Linked DNA regions of Macaca mulatta: region 2 is linked to region 1. Evidence: chromatin contacts called from public Hi-C data. All regions are on one chromosome and are shown on one strand. Each heading gives the region's core, a stretch centred on a gene start, on an enhancer-like site or on the middle of the called end of the contact. The rest is flanking DNA. Distances are from core to core; before and after follow the strand shown.

Region 1 (3,261 bases), core at 486-2,985:
CTTGAGCTGAGCAGGCACTTCCTGTCCTATTGGAAATGAAAGTTAGAGATTGGGGGTAGGGTATGTATATTTACTCTGCAGAATGCTAATACTGTCTGTTCCACTATCATAGCAAAAAAGTGACAGGGAAACTAGAATAGAGACCAGAACTTCATTTGAGGGAGGGTTTGGGCTTAATATTTGTTGTCATAAAACAGACAGGGTTAATTTATATCTCAAGAGAATACTTAGGATGGCAGCAAGGTGGCCTTATGAATGGATTTGAAGGCTTTCATTTTATATCTCTATTCCACTTGGATTGGTAGGGGTTACTGGATATCATTCTGAAGTTTTTGGTTTCCTTTCTTGTTAAGGTTACTCCTACAAAGACATTCTTTGGAAACTAATAGAGGTAAGTGTTGCAACTCTATTAGGTTCTTGACTCTGAAATTTATATCCCTTCCTAAGAATTTTGTGTTTTTATTCTGTTTGAAGCATATGCTTTTTAAGTAGGTTTTTTTTTTGTTTTTTTGGGGTTTTTTTGACAGCTCAAAGACAACTCGAAGCAGATATCCCAACTGTGGACATCAATTTAGACATAAATTCCAGGTTTGGTGAGTTACTATAATTGTTTCAGTTTCATGGATCTTAAAGAGGAGGAAATAGTAGGGTAAAGTGTTAAATAAGATAGCCTGCAATTGTTAAAGAAATGCCTAGGCCCCAAGTTTCATGATATAGTCCAGTTTGATCATTCCTTGGAGAATCTGAAATAGGGGTGAGGGGCATCAGCCCATTGGTATGAGCCAAGAGAAACAGATCTAAGAATCTGAAACTAGTTATACCCCATACTCTGTTTTGCTTAGCTCTGCTCTTTGGTGTGTTCCTCTGTTTGTTCCTTTGTATATTAAGATCACTGCAAATGGGCTAGGTGTGGTGGCTCACGCATGTAATCCCAGCACTTTGGGAGGTTGAGTGGGCAGATCACTTGAGGTCAGGAGTTCGAGACCAGCCTGTCCAACATAGCGAAACCCCATCCCTACTAAACAATACAAAAATCAGCTGGATGTGGTGGTGGGTACCTGTAATCCCAGCTACTCGAGAAGCTGAGGCAGGAGAATTGCGGAAGGTGGAGGTTGCAGTGAGCCAGATCCAGGATTGCACCGCTGCACTCCAGCCTGGGTGACAGAGTAAAACTTTGTCTAAAAAAAAAAAAAAAAAAATCACTGTAAATGTAAAGTAGGGGAAGCCCTGAGCTTATCTCAAACACTCTGTCTCTAACTCTGGTTTTTTTCTTAACGTGTTCTCCAAGGCAATGTCTCAGGAGCCCCTTTAAAATCAAGCTTGAAATCTTATAGCTGAGATCTAAGGGTGGAAATAAAGCCCTTGTTGTCTTTATATGAGAATCAGAACTTGTTCATAGAGGAAAGGGGATAAATTTGAAAGGGGTTAGACCTAAGAACTCTGCTTTCTAGCTTTAACTCCTGAGACTGTGAAAAACAAACAAAAATAACATCTTGGGCATTAGGACCCAGTCGAAGTGCCTCTGCCTCATTCAGACTCTGTTAACTTCTCTCAGTGACGTAAAGGAGCAGCCCGAGCTCATTCTCTGCCCGCAGCCCCCCTTCATCTCTCCCCTCCTGCTCCTTTTCTCCTCCTTTCTCCTCCCCCTCCCTTTTTTCCTCCCTCCCTCTCCCCCTTTCCCTCGCTCCCCTCCTCCCTCCCTCCCCGTCTTTCTTACCCCCTCCCTTTCTCTCGCTCTCTCTCACTCGTTCCCTAACATTAAAGAGAAAATGCTGCTATCGGTGACTTCCAGGCCTGGGATTTCGACTTTTGGCTACAATAGAAACAACAAGAAGGTAGGGATAAGCGCTTTTTTGGTGTCTAGCTACTTCTTTTTCTGGGGATCTGGCAATGCCCTTGGTTTTTACATTCTTTTTAAAGAGGGGAAGGGGATTTCTCTCTCAAGATTCCTAATTCCTCACCGTGCTTCTCCCTTTTCCACTACTTCTTTCGGCATCTTTTCTCACCTGGTTCTGGAGTTCAAGGAACTTACAGTCTTTGTGAGGCCTGAAAAGACAGGGGAATTAAAAACAAATCAAGCTTGCAAGTTTGTATCCTTATGAAATGAAGTTAGTTTGACTTCCTGCTGATGTATCAGTCTCCACAAGGATAATATGTCATCTCAGACCCTGTCCCCCAGTCCACCCCACCCCCTACAAGATTATTTTATTTGTTGATTAACTGTTTCCATTCTCTCCCCAACCTTCCCTCCTACCCATACCAGCAGTAGTATTAGATAGCTGAAATCATAGATAGTCAGTGAAGCCACAACAGTTTATCAAGAGCTGCGTATATTCTTCTAGACTACAGATCCTACCCCACCCAGCCTATAGAGAAGGAGTCTTGAGAGACGTCGCACCTTGGGATTAAGGCACAGAGCGCTGTGATACTTTGGATCTTGCATTTGAGCTGATACTTGGAGCTCTGCAGATAGCCAGACTTTGCAGTGACCCTAGGAGTCTTTATGATTAACCCATGGCTGCCTGAGAGTTGTGCTGTCTTTCGGCAATCTGGGGAGAGATGGACAATCTTGTCCATATTTGACAAGGAATATATTTGGCAGTTTCTGGCATTTCAGGGCACACAGCATACTGATTAGGAGGAATTTCATGCTGTAGCAGGAAGAAGACGCTTTACCCTCTCTTCGTGTTATAGCTGTTCTTTTAAGAAAAAAATGTGACATGGACATTGAGGGAATCTTTTGCTCATCTAATGGAATGTTGGAGGGTGAGGAACAATTCCTGCTGCTTTCTCATGTACCAATGAGACCATTACAGGTAGATTTAAACAAAAGTGTCTGATCAATGCAGTGGGTAAATGTTTAGACCCAAAACACTTAGTGTTGATTTATGGGCTTAGTCTATGTGGTACTCATTCTGTTTATATCCTAAAGAAATATGGGTAGAGGGGAGAGGAAATGGGGAGCTATAGGTCGGAGGATACAAAGTAGTAGATATGTAGGATGAACAAATCCTGAGATCCAATGTACAACATGAGGACCATAGTTAATAAAATTGTATGTATATGGGATTCATGCTAAATAAGCAGTCTTTAGCTCCTCTTGCCACAAAGAGAAACAAAAGGGGTAACTATGTGGGATGATTAATTTACTTTATTACAGTAACCTTTCTACTATCTATATGTATCCCATAACATGTTATATACCTTAAATATACACAATGAAATTTACTTTAAAAAAGAAATGAGGCTGGGCACAGTGGC
Region 2 (3,376 bases), core at 769-3,268, 120 kb after region 1:
CCGACCAACCCTAGGCCCAAGAGGAGAGCCCTTCCCACCTGGGCTCAGTAGGCGGTGCTGAGGTTGGACCCCAAGCTCCAGGAGATGTAGGGTGGGGTGAGGACTACAGAAAAGGTTTAGATGAGACTTAGCTGAACTTAAAGGGCTGAGAGGAGCAGGGGCAGATAGTGTTGTCGATGTTGCTCCCCCGCCCCCCTTACTACGGGGAAGGAGAGGAGTTGGGGTGGGTATCCCCCCTCCCATTGGGGTTAGGAAGGCGTGGGAAAGCGCTAGTTCCAGAGGGGAGGAGGCGAAACCCAGACCGCGGGAGATTTTTCTGGCGAGGAAGGCGCGGGGGAGGGGGAGATCCTGGGCCCAGAATAGGAAGGGTACTCGAGAGAGGATGGCGGAGAGGCGTGAGAAGCCTCCGGATTCCGGTCGCAAAGGATAGGGGAAAAATGGGCGAGTAGATAGTTCAGGGCAGAGAGGAAGGGCAGCTCCCTGAGGGGGAGAGTCAGATCCCGAATCCCGGGGCAGCAGGGATCCCGGGGCAGGATACCGCAGGAACGGCCCGCCAGGGGACTCCGGAGCTGGAGGTGGGTGCCGGGCCTCACCTGGAGCAGGGCCGGGCCGCGGGCGGCGGCGGCGGCAGCGGCGCAGGTGGCCGAGCCGGGCGGCGGCGGCGCCTCCTCCCCCAGCCCTGGGCCGGCGGCGGCGGAGGGGAGGAGGTGGTGCTTAAAGGGGCAGGAGCTACCGAGGTGAGGACAACCGCTCAGGAGAGCAGTCGCGAAGGATCCACTGGGGGAGAGGGAAGCGGGTGGCGTCTCCTAGGGGCCAGAACCAGGAAGGATCCCAGATGGGAGGAAGAGAACAGATCCCAGAAAGAGACAAACTTCTGCGGTGAAGTGGGGGATGGTGGTAGGTCCGAAAGGAAGGACTCGGGAAAGCTCTGCCCGCGCTGCCAGGGCACCAGCAAAGACCGCCTCACAAAGGTGGCCGGGGAAGGCAGCGAGAGCTACATGGGCTCCTAGGAGGCCCCTAGGGATGCAGGAGAGGGAACTCAAGGCCGAACCTGCTGGGGGTCACGCGCAGCGCCCTACTAGGTGAACAGGTTCCCCGTGTTTCAGCTCCTCAGGGCCCCATCCCTACAGCTGTGGGGCATTTGGAATCAGGAAGCTACGAGGGCAAAAACCTCCTATCCTCTCAACCTCAATCCTTCCTCCCACTCAGTGCCCTCAGTAACTGTAGTGTGGGGGCCATCAATAGCAGCCCTAGTGAGGCTGATGTGGGACCGCGAGAATCGACTTTGGTTCAGTTTTCCCCCAACCACCACCAACCTTGCTTCAGTCCCTGGGGCAACAGGAAGCAGCTGCTCAGTGCAGCCCCCACCTGAAGGTGGGTCAAGGTGGGGGAGGAGAGAAGGCAGACTTAAAAGGCCTTAGAAAAATGAGAGGGAGGGGAGGTACTTTCAAGACCTTCCAGCACTGCCAAAAGCGGGCTTTACTTTTATGGGGGCTAGCAGTGAGTACTGTCAAAATTTCCTTGAATCTCAACAGCTTAAATGGCGAGGAGCAGGGGCAATCCTCCACGGGGCGGCGGGGAGGGGGTTGGGAAAGCCCTGGCCTAAGGTGCGTCTGGGGCTCTTACTTAGAGCTGGGGCTTGCCCATACTCAGGATCCCGTGGTCGGCAGCCTCGCCAGCTGAGCCCTTCCCCCCCGTCCCCCAGAGTCCTGTTTCCTCTCCTTCACCCCCCAAATGAGCAAAGGTTAGGCCCCACCCCTGCTGAGTCAGCCAGGGAGGGAGTAGGCATCCCTCAGGCCTTCCCCGGGGCTGGTCCCCATACTCACCCATGTCAGGCTGGCAGGGCTCGAGGTTGGGACCACCCAGCTCCTCACTGTCCTTGGGCCCCCACTTCACGTGAAGGCTGGTGTTGGATCCTTCCAAACTGTGAGCTGGGAACTAGCAACAATCAAAAAGCCAGTGTATGCTTCCTGCGAACCACACAGCCTGAACTGCTGTAGGGTGATGTCCCTGTGTGACAGACTGGGTGGGGAGGGAGGAGGGAAGGGCGGGGCCTTCTCTGGGTGGAGAGAGGGAGGAGGCGAGGACAGGGCAGACCAGGAGAAATATGGAGGAAGGTTAGAGCTGTGTTGACACTCCAGTGGCGTGGTAGAAGAGGCGGGCAAAGGGGGAAGGAAATAAATAGTTGCAGCTACTGAGAGGGAGAAGGTTCTCGATAAACGCTGAAGGACGTGAACGTGTTGGGGGGAAGGGGTGGAGGGATGCAAAAGACCTTTAGGATTTCAGTTCCCAGGTCTGTATCGGGTGACGTGAGAAAACAAAGCAGAAAGGGCTGACCTGTACGCTAGGGCTTTTTCTACCAGCTTCTTACCCACTCCAGAGTCAGGACCTAGAGGAAGTGTCCCCACCCCCATAACTCAGCATTTCCCCAAATCCAAGCTTTTCTGGGAGCAAACTACCAGCACAAGCAGCTCAGGGGCTCCACCTTCTGTCCAGATCATGACACAGTAGAGACTGCGGGAGAGGCTGCTGCCAAGGACGTCATAGGCAGATGGAAGGAAGCTTAGAGGCCCCTACTCCACCCCTGGCGCCGCGCCAAAAAGCCCTCCCCAACCTTCAGCCCCCAGGGGCCTCTGAATTGGGAGCTCAGCTTGTCCCCGCCCAGCTTCTACCTAACTTGATGGCCTCAGCGGGTGGAGCTTATAGATGCAGGCTCCTCCCCAGGACAAAAGCCCCAGCTGGTCTGTAAACAGTCCTTAACTGAGAGCCACATCCCAGCAAATGGCCTTCGTGGATTTGAAAATGGGATCAGAGTTATTGCAGAGTCTCCAGTGCTACCGCGAGAGGGCAGTAGGATGAGTCTGGTCCCGGAAAAGAACACAAGGGGAACCCAATCCGACCTTGCAAGCTTCTTTTAAATTGAAATGGTGAAATACACCTTCTACCCCTGCACCTTTCAGTAGGCTAAAATGAAAGGAAAATAACCTAACTTCATTAGTTTAGAAGCCCAAGCCAGCAACCCTGAAAATTGCTATTCCCTTGAGATTCTCTTTTCTGGACTTTCATAAGGGATCTTCACAGAGGGTGAACTAGGCCTCATATGCCTCTGCATAGCCGCAAGCAATCACAAGCAACTTTTATTTAGACTTGCCCAAAATGTCAGGAAGTATTTCAGTACGCTTTCTGAAGACATGAAGGCCTAACCAAGATGTAGAGAACCATTTTGATTCAATTTTAACAAAGATCAGTATTCATCACTATTTCTTGAAAATTCATTAAACTCAGATTAACCCCTGGAAATCGGTTACTTCTAAAACGAGTTTTTCCCAATATGCCCTTCAAAAAAGACCTATTTTTAACCAAGAAGTAGGGATGT

What was found. Hi-C and Micro-C count contacts between places; a contact is called where the count stands out from the background.
Region 2: a Hi-C map of fetal cortex germinal zone shows a contact between it and region 1, with 3 times the contacts expected there. The contact joins the promoter of BAZ2A here to the promoter of RBMS2 in region 1. A contact is called at or near these places in 5 of 14 Hi-C or Micro-C datasets (CD4 T cells, cortical neurons, fetal cortex germinal zone and 2 more).

Annotation. Positions count from the first base shown.
Region 1 is chr11:63,694,331-63,697,591 of T2T-MMU8v2.0, forward strand. It overlaps RBMS2 (RNA binding motif single stranded interacting protein 2), which reads left to right and starts at 1,736. Exons shown (of 13, transcript NM_001266389.2): 1 at 1,736-1,835. The coding sequence starts at 1,770. LOC144332934 (a long non-coding RNA gene) reads right to left here and starts at 2,193. Exons shown (of 4, transcript XR_013401163.1): 1 at 2,007-2,193; 2 at 1,059-1,178.
Region 2 is chr11:63,814,097-63,817,472 of T2T-MMU8v2.0, forward strand. BAZ2A (bromodomain adjacent to zinc finger domain 2A) reads right to left here and starts at 2,019. Exons shown (of 30, transcript XM_077954574.1): 1 at 1,827-2,019.